2 separate regions of the Hordeum vulgare genome follow, and region 1 is linked to region 2. Evidence: chromatin contacts called from public Hi-C data. All regions are on one chromosome and are shown on one strand. Each heading gives the region's core, a stretch centred on a gene start, on an enhancer-like site or on the middle of the called end of the contact. The rest is flanking DNA. Distances are from core to core; before and after follow the strand shown. Region 1 holds the start of LOC123444305. Region 2 has its middle 44 kb from the start of LOC123440185.

What was found. Hi-C and Micro-C count contacts between places; a contact is called where the count stands out from the background.
Region 1: a contact with region 2 is called in a Hi-C map of leaf, with 2.1 times the contacts expected there. The contact joins the promoter of LOC123444305 here to the enhancer-like site in region 2.

The regions. Positions count from the first base shown.
Region 1 is chr3H:466,640,999-466,647,722 of MorexV3_pseudomolecules_assembly, forward strand. It overlaps LOC123444305, which reads left to right and starts at 3,052. Exons shown (of 1, transcript XM_045120989.1): 1 at 3,052-3,554. The coding sequence starts at 3,110. The coding sequence ends at 3,349. LOC123444304 (disease resistance protein RGA2-like) reads right to left here. Exons shown (of 1, transcript XM_045120988.1): 1 at 3,754-6,724. The coding sequence starts at 5,747. The coding sequence ends at 4,230. It overlaps LOC123444306 (a long non-coding RNA gene), which reads left to right and starts at 3,799. Exons shown (of 2, transcript XR_006630976.1): 1 at 3,799-4,146.
Region 2 is chr3H:466,505,063-466,511,665 of MorexV3_pseudomolecules_assembly, forward strand. No RefSeq gene overlaps it. Among protein-coding and RNA genes, the nearest start is that of LOC123440185, 44 kb to the left of the region's middle. Within about 2 kb of position 5,134, at least 2 of the 3 cell types and tissues checked have open chromatin away from gene starts, as enhancers often do. A contact at or near this core is called in leaf, where this site is marked.

The sequences.
Region 1 (6,724 bases), core at 1,802-4,301, 130 kb after region 2:
GAGCACAGCCTGTCGGTGTCGCGGGTGCAATGAAGCATGACCAAAGCTGCGACGGGCTGCTGGCGCTGTGTTGAAGCTCTCTCGGCGCTGCGCTGGAGTGCGGCCTCATCGGAGTTAGAACCTTTTTATGAGCAATCATACAATTACAATAACCATAGCCTAACTTCCAAATAACCCTAACCCCCTCATAACCCTAACACAACCAAACATCCCTAACCCTAGCCTAACCATGGCCTAACCCTAGCCTAACCCTAAAACAACCATAATGCACACATCCAAACAACCCTAATCCTAACCCCATCATACCCCTTATCCTAACTTACAAACAAATAAAACAATATGATATACATCCCACATTTCATGAAAAACTAGGGTTTCCTCAAATTTGCAAAAAAAAGAACACAAAAGATTTTCCTTTGGATGAGAATGAGGGGAGAGGTGGGGATTACCTTAGGGGAGTGATTGGACAACAAATGCCCGCTCCAAACCTTCAGATTTGGTGATGTAGAGAAGGATTTGAGGGAGGGGGCAGTGGCTGGGAGAGGGGCTGGGGGAGGGGAATGAGGGAGGGGGTGGGGAGGGGGGTGGGGAGGGGGCTGGCCCGTGGCTCTGTAAGTCAGTGTGTGGCGCCTAAGGGTCAGGCGCCACACATTACAATGTGTGACGCCTGAGGCTTAGGCGTCACACTGCCTGGGGGTGGGGCCCTCCCTGCCACGTGGTCGGGGGTGTGGCGCCTAACCTCTAGGCGTCACACAGTACAGTGTGGCGCCTAGGTGTCGGGCGCCACACAAAAGGGGCAGGCCGGTGAATTATTTCTCCCGAGGGGTCAATCCGTGAGTTCTTTCGTCCCAGGGGTCATTTTTGTCAATTTTGCCCTTTCCAACTAGGCCTGTCTTTGTAGACCGGAGACAGCATGAGAAGTGAAGGAATGTTTCTTTTCAATATTTTTTCGAGGAATCATCTTGGAGGAGTTCCCCTGCCTGGATATATTCAAAAAAAATAGTCACAAAGTTACAAGTTTTATAAATTTTGAGATAATAATGTCCATTTGTACTAACTCAGAATATGGTCAAGAGGATACAAAACATAATAAACCTACACCAGTATAGTATGCTAACACATACACAAAAATGGGATACTAGAAAGTCAAATAAGACTGAAACTAGCCAAAGACAATTTGAATGGATGATATATCCATAAACTATGTTGCCACTCATGTGGGACAAACACATCCTTGACCACCTGCTTCATACAAGTAAGAGAATGGACGAAGCCAGTGCATGCATTGATAGATAACCTGCATAAGATACAATTTATCATAAAAATCATGTCAACTTTACATAGCCACAACGAGCATAACAAGGCATACCATGCCACCGTAATTAGCGAATTAAACTTATGAGGAATTTCATTTGGCCAGTGACCATACATGTTGGTTGCGACTCGGATAGAAGTTCGGCACCGGGTTGAATTAATCACGCGCACAAAAGTGTATAAAAAGGTTTAAGTGTATCATCATGACCTAGAGTTGGATTTTCTTTTTTAGAGAGTTCTACATGACACTATTCCAAGTATGGGGTCCTTGCAGTCAGAGACATCAAGGTATCTGCATAATCCCTACTCATATGCATTGCAATTTAAGATATATGTCACATGATCTTCACTTGTAAGAGGGCAACATGAGTTTGGCAAGCTTGAGGATTTGATGAAATTGTTAATATAGCTCTTTTTTGGACATATCCGGGTTGTTGTTCTTGGACAAACCCCGTGACTTCAATCGATGAGATCTTCTATTCTTGGTCAACTCAGTCTACAAGTTGATAGCGGGCGGGGACTGATACATATATATGGTGGCAAAGGTGTGAGGCTTCTAAGGGGAACATATTGCGTTGACGATGAGAACGGTATTTGCGATACAAGCCATCAACATGAACTATATACATCTTTAACTACAACATAGTCACATGAAATAATGTGGCATGTGCCTAACATGGGTTCAAACAAGCTTAATATAGATGGCTCATACTTTTCCGATGGCTCAGGTGTCATGACGAGAGTACTTCGTGATGATCATGGCCTAGCTACCGTCGATGCTACTTGATTGGTACATCATGTTCTGGATGCTACAATCGCCGAAGCATAGCCCTACCGAGGGAGCTATATTGGAAAAACTTGACTCTTTGCCAATGACTGTTGAGTCTAGTTCAATGGGACTAGTTGAGGTATGCAATGGACCGATCAAAATATGGTGCTTGTATATGGCGATTTAGGTTGAACGATGCTTGCTTGCTCGAAGGGTTGGTCCCACCTCCTTGCAATACTGTCTAGGGAGGCGAACCATATGGCGTATAATCTAACAAGAGGAGTGATCCTCCAAGTTTTATATTTCAGCAAGAGGGGTGATCCTCCAAGTCTTATATTTCTTGATGCTTTGCATGATATAAATATTTTCAAACCTCAATAAAGTGCAACAGATTCATGTCATAAAATAAAGAATAATCTTTATTTTATGAAAAAAAGAGTGAAGTCTACTTTAAACCTCCCTAGTTTGGTATTTTCAAGCTAATTATCACATTAACATATTTTCATCCGGATTGCCCCATTCAGCAAGTTTCTCAAAAAAGAGAAAAATACCCCTTGTAAGCGCGGGTGAAATGGCGAGAGGGAAATTGCGACATGACACACCACGTGTCCCTAACAATCAATACGTGCCTGATAGATTGCTAAATGGCGTAAATACTGTCAAACCTTTCGCTCAACAAACTCACATTTTTTTGCTAAATGGGATAATGTAGATGAAAAAAATGTTGAAAGTGGTAATTTGTGTAAAACAAATGTTTAAGTAGGGGGACGGGTAAAACTGGAATTCATTGAGAAAAATATAAACAGAGGTTATCATTTTTTTTAAGGGACGGTAGCATTTTATTTTTGTTTGAGAGAGAAAGATGGATAGCATTTGGCCCATACAGATAATATGGGCCCATAAAGGGCCTGTAGATCTGGGCTAACCTTGTACCTTCTTCTTCGTTCGGCTCTTCCTCGCGTCAAGGCCCGCTTTCCCCACCCTCTCGGAGTATCGCTCGCGGCGTCCGCGAAGCAAGGCAATCCGATGCCAGGGAGCGCCATCAGCGGAGGCGCGGCAAGGGCGGCCGCGGTCGCGTGGTGGTTGCAGCGCCACCAGCGACTGCCCCCGACAGCGGAGCTCCTGCCACGCAGCCTCCTTGACCGCACGGTGGAGCTCGCCCACAAGACCGCCGCCGCCGCCGCCCCGGATCTCGACCCCGACCTGCCCTGCTTCCTCGGCCCGTCCTCCCTTCCCGACCTCTGCGACGGCCTTATTGGTAATTAGCGCGGGTCTAGCAGGAGTGTGGCGGATTCGTTGTGCGATTCCGCGATCTTGTCAGATTGGATAGCTAGGGCAAGACTACCATAAATGTCGTTCTAGTAGTATGTCAATAACGGTCCCTGGTTATGCTTGATGTGATCCTTGTTTTGAAATCCATGTCTGTTCACCGAGTTAACTGAGGATCCTTGGAATACCTTATTTCTGCCTACGTATTTGATCCTTGGAACACTATGTATATGCTTTCTTGGTAAAGAAAGCTACTACCTAGAAATTCTCATGCTATTCCAGTACGCAACTAACAATTTCATTTGGGCTGGAAAGTAAGAAACACGATAAACAAATTGACTGAAATAATAGAGTTTGTGTTGCGTATGGGTCAGGCTTCACCTAGCTTAGAAGTTAGAACATATCAAATATGTGCGCTGAATTGATGTTGCATTGTACTGAGCATACTTCCCTTACATATAAGACTATATTTGCAATGCGGTAATTTCGCAGAAAACGGTACAATCGCCAAAAAATCTTGTAAAAAGCTTCTGCTCTTCTGTAGTGTTGGACTACTAACTGTAAGGGTTTTGTATCAGTAACACCTCTTTCTTCCTACTGGTTTTCTCTGTCAGCATGCCTTGCAGATAAAATGGTTCTGTCACTCTGGCTTGTAAGCAGTTCTACCAGACGGTTATGCTGTGTGCTGAGCGTGGACTGAAGTTCAGTACTCAGCTTGTGGAGATATAACTGGAGATCCATGGAGCAAGCTGCTACACATAAGTGAGGAGATGTACCGCACTGATAAAAAAGAGGTACAGTGCAGTTTTTTTTTTTTTTGGCAAGGCAGCAAGCTATGACTTGCAATCACATTAGCAATACATTATTGCATTTTACATCAAATCCTCTCCTGCCGAGACCGCTTCTTACCGAGCACCGCGTGCTTGTCTGTCCTTGCCACGACGAAGCTCACCAAGTAGGTGTAGCAGGGAGGTATCCTGGACCTCCATGCCACTGCTTGGAATGTCCCTTCAGATGTAAATCGCCCATACAAGACATCCTGTGCTGTTATCCTGGGAACCTCACTGGTCTGGGGAGAGGGCTCATGATAAATATTACGCATCACGACAACATTGCTTGTCTTGGCCATTGTCCACATGTACACAGGCAGGTCTTTCTGTAGGAGATTTGTCGGGTGCTCACCAAACATGCTGAGGTGCTTGCTTGCAAAATCTCTCAAGCATCTTAGCACCCTGCGCCAAAACCGTGCGTCAAGATTTGTTCTCAGTAAGACGGCAACGGTGTCCGCTGCCATGAATGATCTGTTCATGTGCACCGCGATCTCCATACCGAGGGCTGCCAGGTTAGGATGCTCATTAGGGTTTGTGCTTCCGAATGCAGCCGTTTTGAAGAAATGCCAGTAAGCTTCTTGGGGCAAAAAACTCAGCACAAGAGCCTGTGTTGTTCCTAAGGATGCTATCTTCTCTGAACGGCTTGTGAGTATTATTTTGCTGCCTGGCATCAGGTGGCTTGCTGCCCAGGTGTACAACCCCCTCCATGTTTCCTTGTCCATGTCCCTGGCTAGCTCAATTACAGCTAGTGAGTCTCCACTCGGGGTGGAAGCAAGGTTCTGATGCTTGATCACACTGCTACCCTTTAGAGTGGCCCAGTTTCCATCATTGAGATCATTGCCGCTGAAGAAGACGATCAACGAGAAGCGCATGCGCACCCTCTCGTCAAGGCAGACATGCTCAACAAGTGTACTCTTTCCGACTCTTGCTGGACCGATTATTGGTAGCACACCCAAACCTCTATTTCCCGCAGCCTCCCTACAAAGCAGGAAGCTCAAAATGGTCTCCTTTTCCATCTGCCGGCCAAACATAACCTGATCACGAAACATATATGCGTCGTAAGGTTGCTGGAAGATTCGAGGATAGCTGGCCAAGAACATCACGAACTCCCGCATGTCACCAATTATTTTCTCGAGGCTACTGAGCATCTTGTCAAGATTGCTGCAGCTCCCGGCATCAAGCACCATGTCCATGCTCGGTGCATCGCACACGGAGAAGAAGGTACGTCTGGTACTGGAAGGACTGAATCTGGAAAGGGCAAGCGAACGGCGAGTGCTCACCTTGCCTTCGTCCCTGTCCATGTGCACTCGGTATCTGAAGGTGTCGAGCGTGTAGTAGCCTCTGTACATACCTTGTCTCAACATCTGGAGCTGCTGGAGCATTGCCTGGTTGGTGATGTGCCTCCCCTCGGCCTCCTCGACGATGGCATCGATCCTTAGCAGCACTGCCCGTAGCCTCCGGAGCTTCTCCCCCTCTGCTCCCTTGGACTGCAGGTATCTCTGGGTTACCATGGACAGGGCTCTGCTGACAAGATCGCCCACGATTGCAGAGAGAAGCGGCTCCATTTTGGAAGCCCCTGAACTGCGAGATTGCTGGTGACACAGATGGATCCACCAAAGAAGAAGAGAGGGAAAGACAGACCAAGTTGTGGCTCAGGTTTGAGGCATAGAAGTCCTCAGTTCTGCTCATGGACGGATGGACACGTTGTAACTTCGACCACAAGGCCGCCAAAATTGACGCCAGTGAGTAAGTAACTACTCCCTCTGTCTTAAAATAAATGTCTCAAGCTTAGTACAACTCTGTACTAGAGCTAGTATAAAGTTGAGACACTTATATTCTAAGACGGAGGGAGTACTAGTAAAGCGAGGTTCTTTTTTTTATATAATTAAAAAAATGTATCTGGGGTATAGAACTTTCATTTATGTCCCAATCAAACCTGCTAAAATTTCCAACCGGACTGGGACAGCTAGTTTCTATGCGTGTAAATTAGAGATGATTGGCACCAAACCATGTGACTACTGGTCCCGCCCGCACAAAAAGAAGAAACAAAGCATATGGCTAGAAATGACATTTTTAAAAACTATGTGTTGTACTGTTGTCTATTGACTTTAAACCTTAAGGTCATTCTCCCGGGTACCGAGTTTCTCCTCTTTATGAAAAGATTGCGATATTCTGTGTTCCTCATGTCAACAAAAATCTCGTTTGGATTGTTCAAATCATCCCTCCTTGCCTATCATGAGCGTCAGAGAATGCGGTTAGTTTTGCATAATTGAGTTGGTCCTGATACTCTCTTTTTTGCGGGGTAAATATGATTTCCAACTAGGATAAAAGTAAATCCAGATAACTATCAACACCAAATCGCGATGCATGCTTCCCTAAAAAAAATGTGATGTACTACCAGGTCCTGATACTGATTGAACCCACTTACCAAACCAGTCATATTCTCCTGAGTGCTGTGACTTCCTACTCTCGGACACTGACAGGTAGCGTGCGATCTAATGCGTCAGGCGATTTAACGCAGCTACTCCAAGGCTGTTCCAAT
Region 2 (6,603 bases), core at 3,884-6,383:
GCGTGGAAGATGTTGAGAACTCTTGGTCATTGCGTTGACAATGAAAGCATGCCATCCAAAATTATTATCTCTATTTTCAAAGCTTGAGCTCTGACACCTCTACAAATCAATGCCTCCCTCTGCGAAGGGCCGGTCTATTTATGTTCCTGTTGAGTCATCCTCCTCTTACAAAAGCACCAATTAGAGAGCACCTCTGTCATTTTTATGCTTTGCTTTTAACTGTGTTGAGTATGACTATGATTGGATCTTCATTGCCATGAATTACAATGTTTAGTCAGCCCTTGGTATTTTAAGGTGCTCTGCATTTATGTTTTGCGGTCTCAGAAAGATCTAGCGAGATACCGTCTATTCGTACTGCTTCATGTTGTTTTGATTGAAGTGTTGACACTTGAGGCATTATTATTATTTGCTCGCTAGTTGATTATGCCATTGATATGAGTTTACCGTGAGACCTAGATGTCATTTGCTTATGTGGTTTGATTGTGATGTTTCTGAAATTCTGGTTATGACTTAGACATAGTTGCAACAACAAGATCAAACAGAGTTCGTCAAAGTTTTTCTTTTGTCTCTCTCTATTTGCCAACTGAGTTGCTTGAGGACAAGCAAGGCTTTAAGCTTGGGGGAGTTGATACGTCTCCATCGTATCTACTTTTCCGAACTCTTTTGCCCTTGTTTTGGACTCTAATTTGCATGATTTGAATGGAACTAACCCGGACTGACGCTGTTTTCAGCAGAATTGCCATGGTGTTGTTTTTGTGCAGAAATGAAAGTTCTCGGAACGTCCTGAAAATTTACGGAGATTTTTTTCTGGAATAAAATAAAAATACCTGCACAAAGTTCCACGTGAGGGGGCGTGCCAGTGGGCCACAAGCCCCTGGGCCGCGGCCACCCCCTATGGCTGCGCCATGAGGGCTTGTGGGGCCCACGTGGCACCACCGCCCCCAATCTCAGTCCTATATCTTCCGTTTCGCCAGGAAAAAAATCAGAGAGAAGATTTTATCGCGTTTTGCGATACGGAGGCGCCGCCACATCCTGTTCTTCATCTGGAGGGCAGATCTGGAGTCCGTTTTGAGCTCCAGAGAGGGGAAATCGTCGCCATCGTCATCATCAACCTTTCTCCATCGACAATTCCATGATGCTCTTCATCATTCGTGAGTGATCTCATCATAGGCTTGCTGGACGGTTTTGAGTTGGATGAGATCTATCATGTAAATCGAGTTAGTTTTTGACGGGGATTGATCCCTAGTATCCACTATGTTGTATATTGATGTTGCTACTACTTGGCTATGCTTAATGCTTGTCACTAGGGCCCGAGTGCCATGATTTCAGATCTGAACCTATTATATTGTCGCCAATATATGTGTGTTTTAGATCATATCTTGCAAGTTGTAGTCACCTACTATGTGTTATGACCCGGCAACCCCGGAGTGACAATAGCCGGAACCACTCCCGGAGATGACCATAGTATGAGGAGTTCTTGTATTCACCGCGTGTTAATGTGTTGGTCCGGTTCTTATTAAAAGGAGAACCTTAATATCGCGTAGTTTCCATTAGGACCCCGCTGCCGCGGGAGGGATGGACAATAGATGTCATGCAAGTTCTTTTCCCTAAGCACGTATGACTACAAACGGAATACATGCCTACATTAGATTGATGAACGGGAGCTAGCCACATATCTCTCCGTGTTATAGGTGTTACATGATGAATCACATCCGTCACACTCATCCATCACCGATCCACTGCCTACGAGTCTTTTACTACTGGTTCTCGCTACGTTACTTTGCCTAGGCTTGTCCCTTGCTACAAGAGGGATTGGGCCACTTTGCTGCTGCTACTACTACTGTTCCTTGCTACTCCGTTGTTACTTGTTGCAAGATTTTGTTGGCGATAACATCCCGTCAACAGGGCTTTTCCTGGCACCTTTGCTGGGGATTGTCAAAGCTTTTACTGGCGCCATTGATACGACAGTTAGGAATAGTCTGCCTTGTCACCAGATCGTTTCTGGCTTCGTTGTTATCATACTACCTTGCTACTGATACTTTGCTTGCACACACTAATCTTCCAGGTGTGGTTGAATCTGACACGTTTAGATGCTAATACTTGAGAATATCCTTTAGCTTCCCCTTGTGAGCGAATAAATATATTTGGTTGAATACTCTACCCTCGAAAACTGCTGCGATCCCATACGCTTGTGGGACATCACTGGCGCGACCCACGTGCGATGACCGAGCTAGGAGGCGCGGGCGAGCGGCTCATCTGGTCAACGCGGGCGGGCAGCGCTCGATGCAGGCACGCATGGCAGTTGATGACGAGGGCGGCAGCACTCGGGGATCCCGTCGATGCGAGGACGGGGGAAGGGACAGGGAGGCGAGGAACAGGCATGGGAGGTCGTCCCTGGCCGGATCGGGGCGGGCGGGTGGCGTGGTGCTCGACGGATCTGGATGGACGCAGCAACCGGAGGCCGGCGGTGGCTGGTGACTTGGGTGGCCATGGCGGGCACTGGGCTCGTTCGGCGAGGCTCCGACGAGCGCTCGCGGTGCAGGGGACCGACGGGGTCGCGGCAGGGTCTAACAACCAAGCGGCTGCGCATGCCGGCAAGGGAGGCGTGCGGTTGGGCGACGAAGGCACGCAGGGGAGGCACGAGGCGCGGGATGGAGGATCTCGGGCGGCGGCGGGTTTGATTCGGGCCCGAGCGGGCCTCAGATGGGCTCGGCGGGCCCGGCGATTGAGAGGGAGGAGGTTGGCTCACGTGGCATCTGGGGGTTGGGGAGGCACGAAATTCTAGGAAGGATTAGGGTTAGGTCGAAAATGGCAGGATGGGTGTCTATATATAGCAAGGGAGGCTAGCTTAGGGGGTTTAGTCCGTTTTTGGACCGTCAGAACTCGATCCGGCGGTCCGAAGCATAGGGGTAGGCTAGGTGGGCTGGGTACGTTATGTAGAGGTGGCTAGGCCAAGAAGAGAGAGAGGTTAGGAAGCCCGTCACAGGTTTTTTAAACACCGAAAACGTTTCACAATTTGACAGGCTATTAGTGCCGCTATAGTTATCCGTTGTGGTAGCAAAGGACCTACGAATGCGATGAAATTTGGCACGGGGTCTACCTATCTTGAAATAAAATCGCACACCAACTTTCAACACATTCTGAAAAAGTTGCATACATATTTTTAAAAACAATATTTAATGATGTCGCGGGCGCGTGCGTGTGTGGTTGGTCCCGAAACGGTCAACGATAACAACGGAGAGAACTGACAACTAACAACGGATGCAAGTTTTGAAAAATGACAGCAATGGAGTGCCGATGCAATACGGATGATGCGAATGATGTGATGATGAATGTGACAACCAAATAAATCACTCGGCGACAATGAAATAAAATAGGAATTTTCTCGAGCATTGGTTCGAGACTGTTAGAACCTCCACGTGCGCCCACCGTGCCACATGTCCCGCCACGCCCGCGCATCACCCCTGCTGTTGTCGTGGTGCTTATGGTCGTCGCGAGTCCACCGTCACGCCTTCCTCCTCACGGGCCACTGGATCCGCGTCGAAGCCGCGCTTGCGCAATACGCGTGCATGTCCGTGCTTGCCAGATCCGCCCGCAAGCCTCCCTATGAGATCCCCCCCCCACACACACACACCCCTTCCATGGAGCCGGCCTGGACTTCGTCAGCAGGTCTCCTCATGCGACGGCGAGGTGAGGAGGAGGAAGGGGGTGTGGTGGTGGCGATGCCGAAGGGATTCCACCTATTCCTATCCAACCCGGAGGAGGGGAAAGATTGATGGTGATTATTGCAGAGGCAGCTGGTTCCTGTATCGTTTTATATGATTTGTACATGGGAAAATCCATGGATTTTTGTGTGTAAACTTGTATGAATTTTGATTCAGTCTAACTTCATCAAAAAATTCGTTTCTCTGTGATTCAACGTGTCCTGATGTCCGACCCCCCATGCATTTCCTACTTTTTCTGCCTTTGGAATCTTTCAAACCATAAGACCGTCGACCTCAGTGGCTTTATTTCCTCGGAGTTCCTCGGAGAAGCTAGTGCATACGGCTTGATGAGATCTACAACTGTTTATGTAACACCAAGTAGCACCTCAAGGTGAATTTATACTTGAAAATTTTGCTGTAAATAATTGATGAGATGGCAGGCGCCAAGTTGCACCGCTCTCATCAGCGTCAGCTTGAGTATTACGATAACAACAAATACAATACTAAGCTTATAACCCAATTACATGGTATTTTTCTCTATGCAGACGAGAGATGTAAAAAAGCAAAGGAAGAAGGCTCTTGAGCAATAGCCTAACTATATACACATTGCTAGACAAATAAAATTAATGATTTTAAAAGAAGGAACAACTAGTTAACGAGCATTCCTTAGAAAATCTCTCAACGATCACTCCCACGCGTCATCACTTGACGCGTGTTTAGCCGCCGTCACATGTCACATTCTGAGTGTTCCCTTCAGATTTCTTTTTTTAATTTTCCGCACGCGTTTTTGACTTTTCAGGTTTTTTTGTGTGTGTTTTGGTTTTTCACCGGTCTTTTTTAGATTTTTGATGGAACAAAATCTCTTTTTTTTTGCAAAAAACGCAAGTTTTTTTCAAGAGGTACGTTTTTTGCTTTCGTGAGAGGCACGGTCATGCCTCTTGGAAACGGGAAAAACGCGTTTATTTATTTATTTATTTTTGCGAGAGGCACGGTTTTGCGTTCGTGAAAGGCACGGTCATGCCTCTTGGAAATGAAAAAAATGTGTTTTCTATTTTTTTTCACGAGAGAAATGATTTTGCTTCTGCGAAAGCCACAGTTTTATTTATGCGAGAGGCATGATCGTGCTCCTCGAAAACGAATAAAACGTGTTTTTTGATTTTTTACAAAAGGCACGGTTTTGTTTTTCTAAAAGGTACGATTATGCTTCAATGAAGGCACGGTCGTATCTCCCAAAAACAGGGAAAAACGTAATTTTTTTCTTTAAGAGAAGTATGATTTTACTTCTGTAAAAGGTATGTTTTTATCTTCGTGAAAGCCATGATTTTGCTTCGAAGACATGTTACTTTTTTTTCATGCGGGGGACAGACATGTTACTTTCGGCCGAGCTGTGATTGTATTTGCGCGACTTTGACAGCTCGATAGCACGGCCACCATCGGATGGTGCCAAAGCAATTGGTCGAGGACGACATGATATTCTTTGAGATCCACTTGTGCTCACATTACTTGTGGACCTCGTTTTAAGCTAGCGATCTATCTCTAGAATGCCAACGTTTCGGTATAAAAAACTACTAAATCTGCTAAGCTACCAACAAAAACTTACAATTATAAAAAAAACTAATAGATCTGCTACTCCTATCGGTATTAATTGTTTTTGTAAACGCAGTACGAGCATTCCATAAAAGCAAATACACTCATCCTTATAAACGTACACACATACAACTTATCTTTGTAAGCATTTTTAAAAGACTGATCTTGCATATCATTTTAAGATTTACGCACTCACTGTAGACGCCTCGTCATTCACGAAAACATCTCCTTCCACTAAATGTGCATAGCTAGAAATCTTAAAATAAATTCAGGAAAATAATACGAACACCAAGACTTGAACTCTGATAGGTTGAAGAAACCACGGTCCCTCTAAAAGCATCTATAGTCAGACCTTTCATGTGTATCTCAAACGTCTGGCCTGGCCGCCCGGTCACTGATGGATAGCAAAAAATCAACCCAGTCGGGCCCTCAAACGGGTTGACCGACACTCCCCATATCCATCCCAAATATGAGGCAGATATGGGGCGCTCGGGCACACCCGCCACGTCCGCATGGCTCGTGTTGTCCTGCATCGACCCCATATATATATATGTCATCATCGGCTCGCCGGGCCAAACCCTAGCCACTTCACTTCACTCCCCCCCTACACTTCCATCCGTCACCCAAGCTCACCTCCGGTGATCTCTGGCCTTCTCTAGCATGGAGGGCGGCGGATCTGACCCCGACCAGTCCGGATGCATCGAGTGGGGTGTCATCTCCTGCAGGTTGGAGGAGGCAACGGCGGTCCACAATGCGTTTCGCCGCTCACGTGAGGACAACGCCCGATCGGCTGCAGAATATGTCCGCCGTGACTCCATCGTGTCAGCTCAACACGTGCCCGGGTCCTCAAGGGCTGGACCATCGCGATCCCGGCGGCTGAAAAATCTCTCCTTCCCCATCACCGGTCCGCCAGACAGTGAGTCCCACTGGGAACGGGCTTCCCGCCGTGGGAAGGAGAGGATAATTACCGCCGAGGCCCGTATCATGGAGGAAATGGCGGCGGCTGATGCGGCGGCACGGGCAGCCGCAGAAGAGAAAGCCATTCGCGCCCGCATTTTAAAGAAACGAAAGTGGAGTAACACGCGTGCACGCGCCTCGAGAGCATAATCGGGCGGTATGTAAAATGGTCGTATTGCCACCGAAGGTGGAGAAGGAGGTCAACGACGGTAAGGACAACTCCGATGACGAGCGGATCCGGCTTGATCTGTACTTTGTCTTCGACTGGTACTTCCACAAGAAGGGTGGCAAGGGCTCCGGGAAGGGGAAGGACAGCCCTGGATTATGTCCGGCATAGCTAAACATGTGAAATTTT